Linked DNA regions of Mus musculus: region 1 is linked to region 2. Evidence: chromatin contacts called from public Hi-C data. All regions are on one chromosome and are shown on one strand. The core of a region is the stretch at or near the end of the contact, and the rest is flanking DNA. Distances in the headings are between cores, read along the strand shown.

Evidence for each region. Hi-C and Micro-C count contacts between places; a contact is called where the count stands out from the background.
Region 1: a Hi-C map of cortical neurons shows a contact between it and region 2, with 2.3 times the contacts expected there. The contact joins two enhancer-like sites. A contact is called at or near these places in 6 of 484 Hi-C or Micro-C datasets (bone marrow-derived macrophages, cortical neurons, embryonic fibroblasts and 3 more) and 1 of 115 datasets of contacts at active chromatin or transcription factors (differentiating embryonic stem cells).

The regions. Positions count from the first base shown.
Region 1 is chr8:34,370,156-34,375,134 of GRCm38.p6, forward strand. No RefSeq gene overlaps it. Among named protein-coding and RNA genes, the nearest start is that of Gm33831, 14 kb to the right of the region's middle. Within about 2 kb of position 2,041, at least 25 of the 459 cell types and tissues checked have an H3K27ac peak or open chromatin away from gene starts, as enhancers often do. A contact at or near this core is called in cortical neurons, where this site is marked.
Region 2 is chr8:34,236,588-34,241,619 of GRCm38.p6, forward strand. No RefSeq gene overlaps it. Among named protein-coding and RNA genes, the nearest start is that of Gm29243, 22 kb to the left of the region's middle. Within about 2 kb of position 3,049, at least 6 of the 459 cell types and tissues checked have an H3K27ac peak or open chromatin away from gene starts, as enhancers often do. A contact at or near this core is called in cortical neurons, where this site is marked.

The DNA of each region.
Region 1 (4,979 bases), core at 791-3,290, 130 kb after region 2:
CACTAATTGGACTCAATGGCTTATGGAAGGGGAAGAGGAGAGGAGGAGGAGGAGGAGGAGAGGAGGAGGAGGAGGAGAGAGTCATGAAGTCAGGAGGAAGATGTGTTGGGGCTAAGAGGAGTTTGAATGGGGAAGTCAGGGATAAATATGATCAATATATATTATGTACATATATGAAATTCTCAAAAATAAGTATATATATGTATACACACACACATACACACACACACTAGTTTAGGGTGTCAACTTGACACAAGCGTAGTTATCACAGAGAAAGGAGCCTCCCTTGAGGAAATGCCTCCATGAGAGCCAGCTGTGGGACATTTTCTCAATTAGTGATCAAGAGTGGGAAGGCCCATTGTGGGTGGTGCCATCCCTAGGCTGGGAGTCTTCGGTTCTATAAGAAAGCAGGTTGAGCAAGCCAGGGGAAGCAAACAAGAAGATTATTCTATGGCCTCTGCACCTGCTCCTGCCTCCAAGTTCCTGACCTGCTTGAGTTCCTGTCCTGACTTCCTTTGGTGATGAACAGCAATGTTTAAGCATAAGCTGAATAAACCCTTTCCTCCCTGACTTGCTTCTTGGTCATGATGTTTTGTTCAGGAATAGAAACCCTGACTAAGACAACATATAGACCATTCCCTCACATAAAACAAATACAGTGAGTTAGCTGTTAATCTCATCCACCTAATTTAATTAATGAATTCTCACAACAGCTTCCAGAATAATGTTTGAGCAACTATCTGGACACCCTGTGGCCCAGGCCAAGCTGACAAATAAAGTGACTCACCATGTCCCCCAATTCCCATAGACATGTGTGAGTTGGAAGTTGAGTGGTGAGTCTGCTCTAGGGGCTTACCCCTCCTCTTCAGCCACACTCTTGCTTCCTGGTTATCAACAAGGAGGTAGGGAATCTTTCTTCTCCTCAGACACTTCAGCAGGTTAGTCAGAGCATCTGCATGGATTCATAGATGTTGGGAGGAAAGGCAAATTTGACAAGTTAGGGAATGATACACCACCACCCCCCCCATGTAGGCCTCCTCTGCCTCCTCCTGTCTGCCCCTTTCCTTCTGGCATCTCCCTAAAAGGGTCTGAGCAGGTCTCGGGGCCAGTGGTGAGGTGGGCTCTTGAAAGCCTGTCAGCTCCTTCAGAAGCTTTGGCTGAGGAAGTCTTCCTGCTTCCCTGGGGGAGGGGATCAGATCGGTGAGCAGCAGGGCCGTTTTTCTCTCTACCTAGATTCTCTAACCAGCAGGGAGAAGCCATCAACACCTCAGAGCAGGCAGGCAGCTGGGCCAGCAAGCAGCTTATTATCTGCAACAAGATCACCCCATTCAAAACCCATTTTTTTAGTCTCTTAGCAAGTCTTTGTGTTTTCCTTGTCAATCACATATGTAGAGCCTTATCAATAGTATTCAAGGAAGATTAAACATTTTAATTGCTCTTTGCTCTCCCTGGTACAAGCCAGCCTGTATCACATGGTTTCCGCAATTATCTCGCTGAGCTATAAGCTCAGCCCTCCTTGTTTCTTTGCTTTCTCCCTCCCTTCCCCAGTTTCCATTTTTCCTCCTCTCCTTGGTCCCTCGCCGCTCCTTATTTATCCAGGAGGTATTCATTAAAGCTCTGCGTGGATAACAGCAGGTAGAAAGATGGGCGAGAACCCATTACTCCTGAGATGGTCACAGCGTAGCGGAGGGAATAGAAATAGAAGCACACTTCATAATGCCTTTGTGATTAAAACCTGTGACTCAGACTGAATGATGCTGGGGAAATTGAGTCAGGAAGCCCGAGAAAGGTATGCTGTGCAGCTTAATGAGAGCCGGGCTGGAGATAGGCAGGGCTGGGGGTGGGAGAGCATCTGGGGAGACCAGCAACGGGATAATGGGAGAAACAGAAAACTTAAGTTAGCCCAAGACAGTGTGGCTGTGGTGTTCTGCCACCACATCCCAAGCCTGCTTTGTCAAACAAGGATTTTTAGCGTCTTTTCTACATCCTTGGAGCACCCCCTCCCTCGCCACCTGACTCCCACACTTTCTACTGCTTTGCCAACATGTGGGCTGATGTCAGCTCTCAGAAACACTTTTTGGATGCTTGGTAGTCTTTATGTGCCCGGCTGATCTTGCTCTTGATCAGCGCTTCATCTTCAGCACAAGGCTTGGGGCTGTGCGTTCCTCTCTGATGGATTTAAGTGACCCCCAAAAAGCTACAACGGGAGCCAGCTCCTTGTCTGAGGCCTGGGTAAAACATCCAGGGGTGATTCACCATTACTCAGTGGCTTGCTAGTTCATACATTCCAAGCAACTCCATTTTGAACAAACCAAATTGGGCAGTGCAGGCAGGCAGGCACGCACGCATGGACGCACGCACGCACGCACGCACGCACGTGACCACTCAGGTGGGCTAGGAAGCTGAGGCATGTGCTGATTCATTTCCCAGTAGCTTGGAGGGAAGGCTCAGGCTTTTGTATTCCTATGTAAAATAGCATGCTCACGTCCTTTGGGAGGAGTAGGAGTGTGAAACTGTGGCCACAGTGACAATAACATGGGAGGAGGATGAAAATAGCAGATGGAAGTTGCGATTTTGGCCGACAGAAATAGGAAGCTGGTGCTAGGTCATCCGCCTAGCCCCCGGCACCGGCCTATTAGCTGTCATTAGCCCTTATCCAGGAAACAATTTGCATCCGTTGAAATCCTTGTAACATTGGATTTCTGCCCACAGACTCATCATCCTGCCTTTTTCTGGTGGATTAAAGAGAAAGTGGCCTGTAAATTACATTTCTTTGTGGGCAGAAAGTGCTATTCTGTGGCCCAGGAGACAATGGGTTGGGGCAGCCTTTGGAGCAGCAGCATGGCTGGGGTGGGGTGGGAGTGGGAGGGAAGGGGGCCTTGCTTTGTAATAGAGCAGAGGATACATAAAAGAGCATCCCGTCCCACCTCCTGCTGAGCCGACTTCTGGGTCCTCCAGAACGGGAAGTTCCTTGTGGAACCCAGCCTCGATAGAAATCGTTCCCCGGGACTATGTGACCATTGAGGTTAGGATTTCTTGTGCAGGTTTCCTGTGGTTGGCCCTACTCTAAGCTCCGAAAGCTTCCCCTCTTAGGTGTACTGGGGACCCCGCTTCAGGTGGGGGATACATCCCTGGCCTAGCAGCTTAGCCCTTTGAAGCAGGTCACAACACTGAATGGCCCTCTCCCCAAATTTCCCTTTTGACACCTGTTCTCCATCTCCTGGGGGTTAGTATGAGTCCTCTTCTGCTCAGATAATGATCATCCCATTTTCAAGACAGTGCGGCCTGTTGTGAGGAGCAGTGGACTCCGTGGACAGGACCCTGAGATGGAGCCCTTATATTTTCAAAGCGTTAGGGTTTTTGTTCACACTGGCGCCGAATCATGGCCCCCACACCCTCTCTTTACTTTATAGTTGATAGAATTTTTTTCTAAATTGCCTAGGATGGTCTAGTATTTACTCTGTAGCCTAGGCTGACCTTGAATTTTTAATACTTCAGTCTCAGCTTCTTGAGTAGGCGAGATCAGAACTGTATGCCACCAGGCCAAGCGACCCTGCCCTCTCACGGAATGTACTTGTAGTCCATTCACCTAACATCTCTGAGCTCCAGACTCTCCTCCCCCTCCCCTCCCCTCCCCTCCCCTCCTCTTCCTATCAGTTCCCCACTTACAGAGTTATTATTGGTCTATAAAATTACTATGCTGTGAAGAATATTAAAATCGTTTATGAATGGATTGTGAGAGACGTTTAAATAGTTCAGCTTGACCTTCACACCAGGTTGGGGACTCCTCAGCTCTGTTTAGCATAGAAGCTCTTTGCCTGGATGTCACAGTTTGAGATGGGAGTCATTATGAGAACTCCTGGCCACTACCTTATTTCCAATCATGGTTTAAGGGACACTTTCAAATAAGACCTTTAATTGATATTCCCTTCCATCATCTCCATCCTTGATCAATACCTATAACATGCCTCTGCCCTTGACACATGTTTTTAGTAACTGGTTGAATTACTGGGTTTGTATTACTCAACAGTTTGGGATGTTTGTCTTTCCCTCCTCAGTTAGAGAGTATGACTCGAACTTTCTTATTGGGGATCTCTTCTCCCACTCGCAGATAGGTAGGTGCCTTAAGACAAGGCATGGCAGGTCGCCCTCATTTTCATAGCTCTGGTGCCTGGGGCACAGTAGATGCTGACACGTATTTGTTGAAATAAAATGGCAAACCGCATTGTGATTGCATATCCACAGAGTGCAGAGTGGGGACGGAAGCCGCGTGCAGGTACCATGTGACATAGAATTACCTCATTTTTTTGAACTCTGATGATCTAGCACACACAAGTGCAGCCATGGCAACTGCTGTCCTTGGAGACTCCTGAGATAGACCCCTTCACAGTGAACTCTTATTATCCCCTCTCTTCCCATCTGGCCTTCTGGACTCACGTGGTAGAGCTGGATCCATCGTGGCCACTACTTCTAGGGGACAACAACATCCTTTTCTTACTAGATAATTGAATTTCCAGGCAGGTTATATCGTCTCTAAGACACCCTGGTGCACAGTCAAGTGTCTGGGTTCTGAAGTACAGATTTATTTCGTTTAAAAAAAAAAAGAGTGTGACTGTCACTTCTCCTTTGCCTATTCCTGTGGATGAGGCTGTCAAACCTCTGGGAGAACTGATTAATAAAACAGTCACCAGGTACTTGAGGCATGGATACATCACGGAGCACAACTGCTGTGCTCAGCTTCAGCGTTCATGTGTAATAGTGTCTTGATGTGTACATTGCTATCTTGGAGCCAGACTTTTTCTTACCTAAGGAAGGACCAGTGGGTATGGTTTATCTCATGTTGTTGTTTGTTTTTGTTTTGATAACGAGGAAGCTGAGATCCAAAGTGGACCCAGTCAGGGTCCATTTCTGCTCAAATGTGACCTTTCTGGTTGTTTCTCCAGGGCAGGGTGAGAGGTTTACCATCCCTACGACAGGCA
Region 2 (5,032 bases), core at 1,799-4,298:
GTCACTCATGGTGCAAAATACACTTTTTATTCAAAAAGTTTAAATAAAGTAGGCATGGTGTCACTCAACTGTAGTCCCAGCATTTAGGGGGCTGAGGCAGGAGGATTGAGGCTAACCTAGGTTATGTTACATTGGAATTTCAAGGCCACACTGGGTGAGACAGCTAGATTTTTGTCCGAGAATAATTACATATGTATTCATACATCTATGTAACAAATAGTTGCATTCAACAGTGTTTATTATTCATATGAACTACATATAAAAGTGTCTATTGACATATACACATGTATGTAGATGTCTATTGGATGTGTGCTCTTTAAGAGACCTGGTATTAGGGCTATTTAACATTTATCCTATCCGCTCCTACCAGTGCCCCAGTGACACTAACACTAACATCCCTTTTCTTTTTAGCCTTGCATTGCCTAAATCCTCTTCCCAGCTGCTATTAACACGAGTTAATAGCACCATTAGGCCAGTGTTAGGAGGAGACAAAGGGCACAGTATTCTTTCCTGTACACTTACATCATTGACCCATCAGGGCTGTGTGAGAATCACCTTCCTACAAGTCATGGTGAGGTAGTCTGCCTCCAGTGACAGAAAAACAAAATATCGGTAGTCGGGCCAGGGAGGACTTTCAAGAGAGCCTGGTGTATGTGCAAGACTTGGTGAAGGATCACTGAGATGGCTCAGCTGGCAAAAAAAAAAAAAAAAAAAAAAAAAAAGCTTTTGGTACAAAATCTTGAGGACCTGAGTTTGATACCTGGAAGCCACAGTAGGAGAGAGCTGACTCCTGAATGTGTCCTCTGACCTTTGCATTTATGTGTATGCCCCAGTCTCACCCCTTCCATTCTGTTAGCTACTTTCTTAATGAGCCCAGAAGGTCTTCCTAGAAGAGCAGCAGGTGGCAGAGTAAATTCAATTGCAGATGCTTATTAAATGAATGAACGAGAAGGATGGATTTCCATGAAAGGAGATGGGAGTGGAATGTGGCTCACGGAGCAGAACGTGGCTCACCAGCTCGTCTTCTCCTTGACCCTTCCTGGCTGCGGCATGATGATTGGTTACAGTAATTACTTAGAGCAGTGATCCCTGATCCACTTAGAGACTCTGCTGAATAATGGACTGAAAGAAATACAAAGAGTTCATCTTCAATTTCAGACCCCATGTAAGCTGACAAAAAGATTCCATGTCTTCAGGTTTGCACCAAGTAGACCTGCCCCACCCCTGGGGCAATTTCTAGACTGACTTTCCCTTTCAACCAATTGCCAATGGTGGGCAGCCTTACCTCCCAGCAATTTCCCAGTTCTCTGGATTTTTCATTGAGTCTCAGCACAGTTGGAGTTGGTCCTCATCCCTGTGTAGAAGTTCAGTAGAACTGAAAGCTCTGGAGTAAGTGCCTCTTTTTAATGGACATTTTTGTTGTTGTTGTTTAAATTTAGATTTGGGGAATCTGCCTCCCTAAATTGACAACTGTTAGACCCTGTTCTGGTGCCTTGACTGTCTGGAGTGAAGGACTATCAGCCATGCAGCCAACTGGGCTCCCTTCATGCCTGTTACTAGCTGCCCGGCACACTTCACAGACACCCTGAGGAAGCTGTGCAGAATTGCAGCTTGTCTTTTTGGTACAATGAGATCCATTCTACCCACATGCAGAATGTGGGCCTCTTTACCCCAATTATGCCAGCCTGGCAGGGCAGGGGTTGGGGGCATGAGACTTGAGTTATTGGGATAAAGGAATGGAATCTTGAGTTTAAAAGCACTATTTAGTGTTGCAGGGAACATTTCTATTATGTAGACCTTCAAGTGGTGATGGCCTACAGGGTCTGGCCTTCTGTTATCTATATTGGAAGGATTGTCAGCAATAGGAATTGTAAAATTGAATCAAATAATCCATGTTTACTTGTCTGTAAACAAGTATCCATCTGTACTTGTATCTTGGTTACATAGGTAATATCTGAAAAAAATTTTTTTTTCAGTTTTAAGCCTGTTTTAATCAGGAAGAGACAGGCTTGTCTTTTGTAAGGAAGACCTCATCCCAGCTTGTGCAGAACCAGGGGAAACTGTGCATCTCAAATAAAATCTAGGGGGAGGTGGACAGTGTTAGGATTACATGCAGTAGCACAGGTTGAGTTGGCTGTTGTTTTGGTTATTATTAAAAAATTGACAGCACCCTGTATACGGCAATGGCTCTGATCATTTTACGTGTGTTAGCCTAGTGACTCTGGGAGGCATGGGCCTCATTTGCTCTTCTGTCACCGTGATAAATACCATGGCCCAAAGCAACTTAGGGCAGGCAAGTATTCTCTTGGCTTACAGGATTTAGCCACCCTTGGGGAATGCTAAGGCGGAACACAGAGGCAGGAGCGGAAGCAGAGACCATGGAGGAACACTGTTTACCAGACTGCTCAGCTACTTTTCCTGAGTGTCCCAAGTTTCCCTGCTTAGGGATGCCACTGCCCATGATGGGATGGACTGGGCCTTTCAACATCAACCAAGAAAATATCTCAGAGCCGGGCAGTGGTGGCTCACACCTTTAATTCCAGCACTTGGGAGGCAGAGGCAGGGCTAGCCTGGTCTACATAGTGAGTTCCAGGGCAGCCAGGGCTATACAGAGAAACCCTTTCTTGAAACCCACCCCTCCCCCGAAAAAAATAAAAAAATAAAAAACAACAGAGATGTGATCACAGGTCAATCTGATGGTGACAATTCCCAGGTGGCTCTCCTTTGTGCCAAGCTGACAAAAAGCCACCAGCCCAGACACAGAGTACCCTTTTCCAGCCTTTAAGAACATTATGCAAGCATACAGAACTCATAAGTGACAAGGCTGGGATTTGAACCTTGAGATCTGCACATTTATGCTATTCTGTTCTGATGACTCAGGAAGATTGCCTGCATCTAAAATAGATCTGCTGTATGAATCAGAGAACCATTTTAGAAAATATCTGCTCCAAATGTGAAAAAAAAATTATAAGGGGATATTTCCTCTGTAGAAGAAGAGGGAGCTTTTATGGGAAAAATATGTGAAAAGCCCAGGAAAAGACTCCATAAAGCTAAATATAACAGCTAACAGATACTAGGGTGGAGGCAGCAAATGATGCATTCGAAGCCATGGAGGAAGAGAATTCGTGTAGAAACAACAGTTGTGAAAACGGCTGAACTGCACGGCGTCCAGGAATAGGCTATCAGAAGCGGTGTGCTGGCTGCTGTGTGACATGTTTTGGAGATCCCAGTTCTTGGAATAATAATTAATCTGCAGGGGAAAAAATAATCCAACCAGAAATGCAAAAGCATAATCCAAGAAATAAGGGAGAAAAATGTTTATTCTTCTACACATGTTTTTAGCCTAAAAAGTAGATGGATATAGCATCAAACTAACCCCTAAATACCCGTTTATAGCCACAGACCAAGGCTACCCTCAGCCTTAAACAGAAAAGCCTTTCCTTTCAGTGACTGGAGTGAAGCACAAGAACCCATGGGTGTCCTAGAGGGTCCCTAGAGGACAAAGGGCTGGGCTCTAGACAAGAGTTCCTCCCACCCTCAGGGGACACTGCTGAAAGGGGGAAAGAAGCCATTAAGAGCTGAAAGATGGGGGAGGGCTGTGAGATACCATCGTCTAAGCAACACAAGCAAGAACCAACGGTGACCACAGACTCACAGTAGCTGTGGCACTGGGTCCACGAAAGTCAGGTCCTAACAGTCAGCTGTGGAGGGAAAGGATTTGTAGGCTCTTACCATTTATTGGCAACCAACAGATTCCGAGAGAGAAGAAGGCATGGTAGCCAATTGAATAGCCATTGGTACACGTGTGTGTGTGTGTGTGTGTGTGTGTGTGTGTGTGTAGAAACTGATCAGTATGCATAGTGCACATGTATGAAGTTGTGAAGGAACACAATTTACTAACGAAAATGGTGAAATCCGGGGCTGTCCTGCTTTCTGCCAGAGACTTGACTCATTCTGTGGCCCAGCATCCCCACAGCATATAAATTCATCCTATTAGTCACGTACAGCCCTCTTGGTTATCAGGTTGACTTACCGTCATGGTAACGTATGCTTGTGTTGAAGTAACGCTTATTCATTTACTTAGCAATGGCCCCATAAGAGTTGTGATGCTGGTAATTTTACTGTAGTATATAATTATAATCACCCCATTTTTTTTTTGTTATATTGTACTGTCTCTTACTGTGCCTGATGCATACTTTAATTTCATCCCTGGCAGGTATGTATAGGAGGAAGCAGTATACACAGAGTCTGATACTATCTGCAGTTTCAACCATCCACGGGGGGGGGGGAAGGTCATGGAATGAATACCCCATGGAGAAGGGGGCAGGTAGGTGTAGTTCTTAGTTAAAATAGAAAAACAATGGCAAAATAATTAACAAGAAGGCATACAACAGAAATGGAAGGTGTATTTATAGTATAAAAGTAGCTAATTGGCTCACTATGGTTTTTTTTTTTCTGTGTTAACTCATTCATTAGATAGGAGTTTTGGAAGAGACAGAAATATATTTGAAGTCTAGATCTCTCTAGATGTGGCTGGATTTAAGGATGTCACAGGTCTCTCTGTGTATCTCTGTCTGTTTCTATCTGTTCCTCCCTCCCTCTTTCCCTTCTTCTCTCCCTCCCTCCTCCTCCTCTTCCTTTTCCTCCTCCTCCTTCTCCCCCATCTCTCTCTGCTGTTTCCTGCTTTGACTTCACTTTCAGGCAGCCTTTACTTTATGGCTCCAAGGCTGGTTCCTAGGCTCTAGCCTACACACTTGTAGCTAGCATGTCAAGTGTCAATGAAGGTGATGCCTTCTTCCCTGTGACTCTGCCCAAAGTCACAGGGGTGAATTCATTATCTTGGCTGGGGCTGTAGGCTTCTATTTAGAGAGGTGTGGGTCCACTTAAAACAAGAGTAGATGCCTCCAAATGAAGAAAGGAGCCAGTGTTTGCTCCACTAACACCACCAACATTTGTAGATGTACTATTAACATAAGCTGGGCACCCTGTTGTTATATACATCGTCTGTTTTAACCTCACAACACACTTCAGG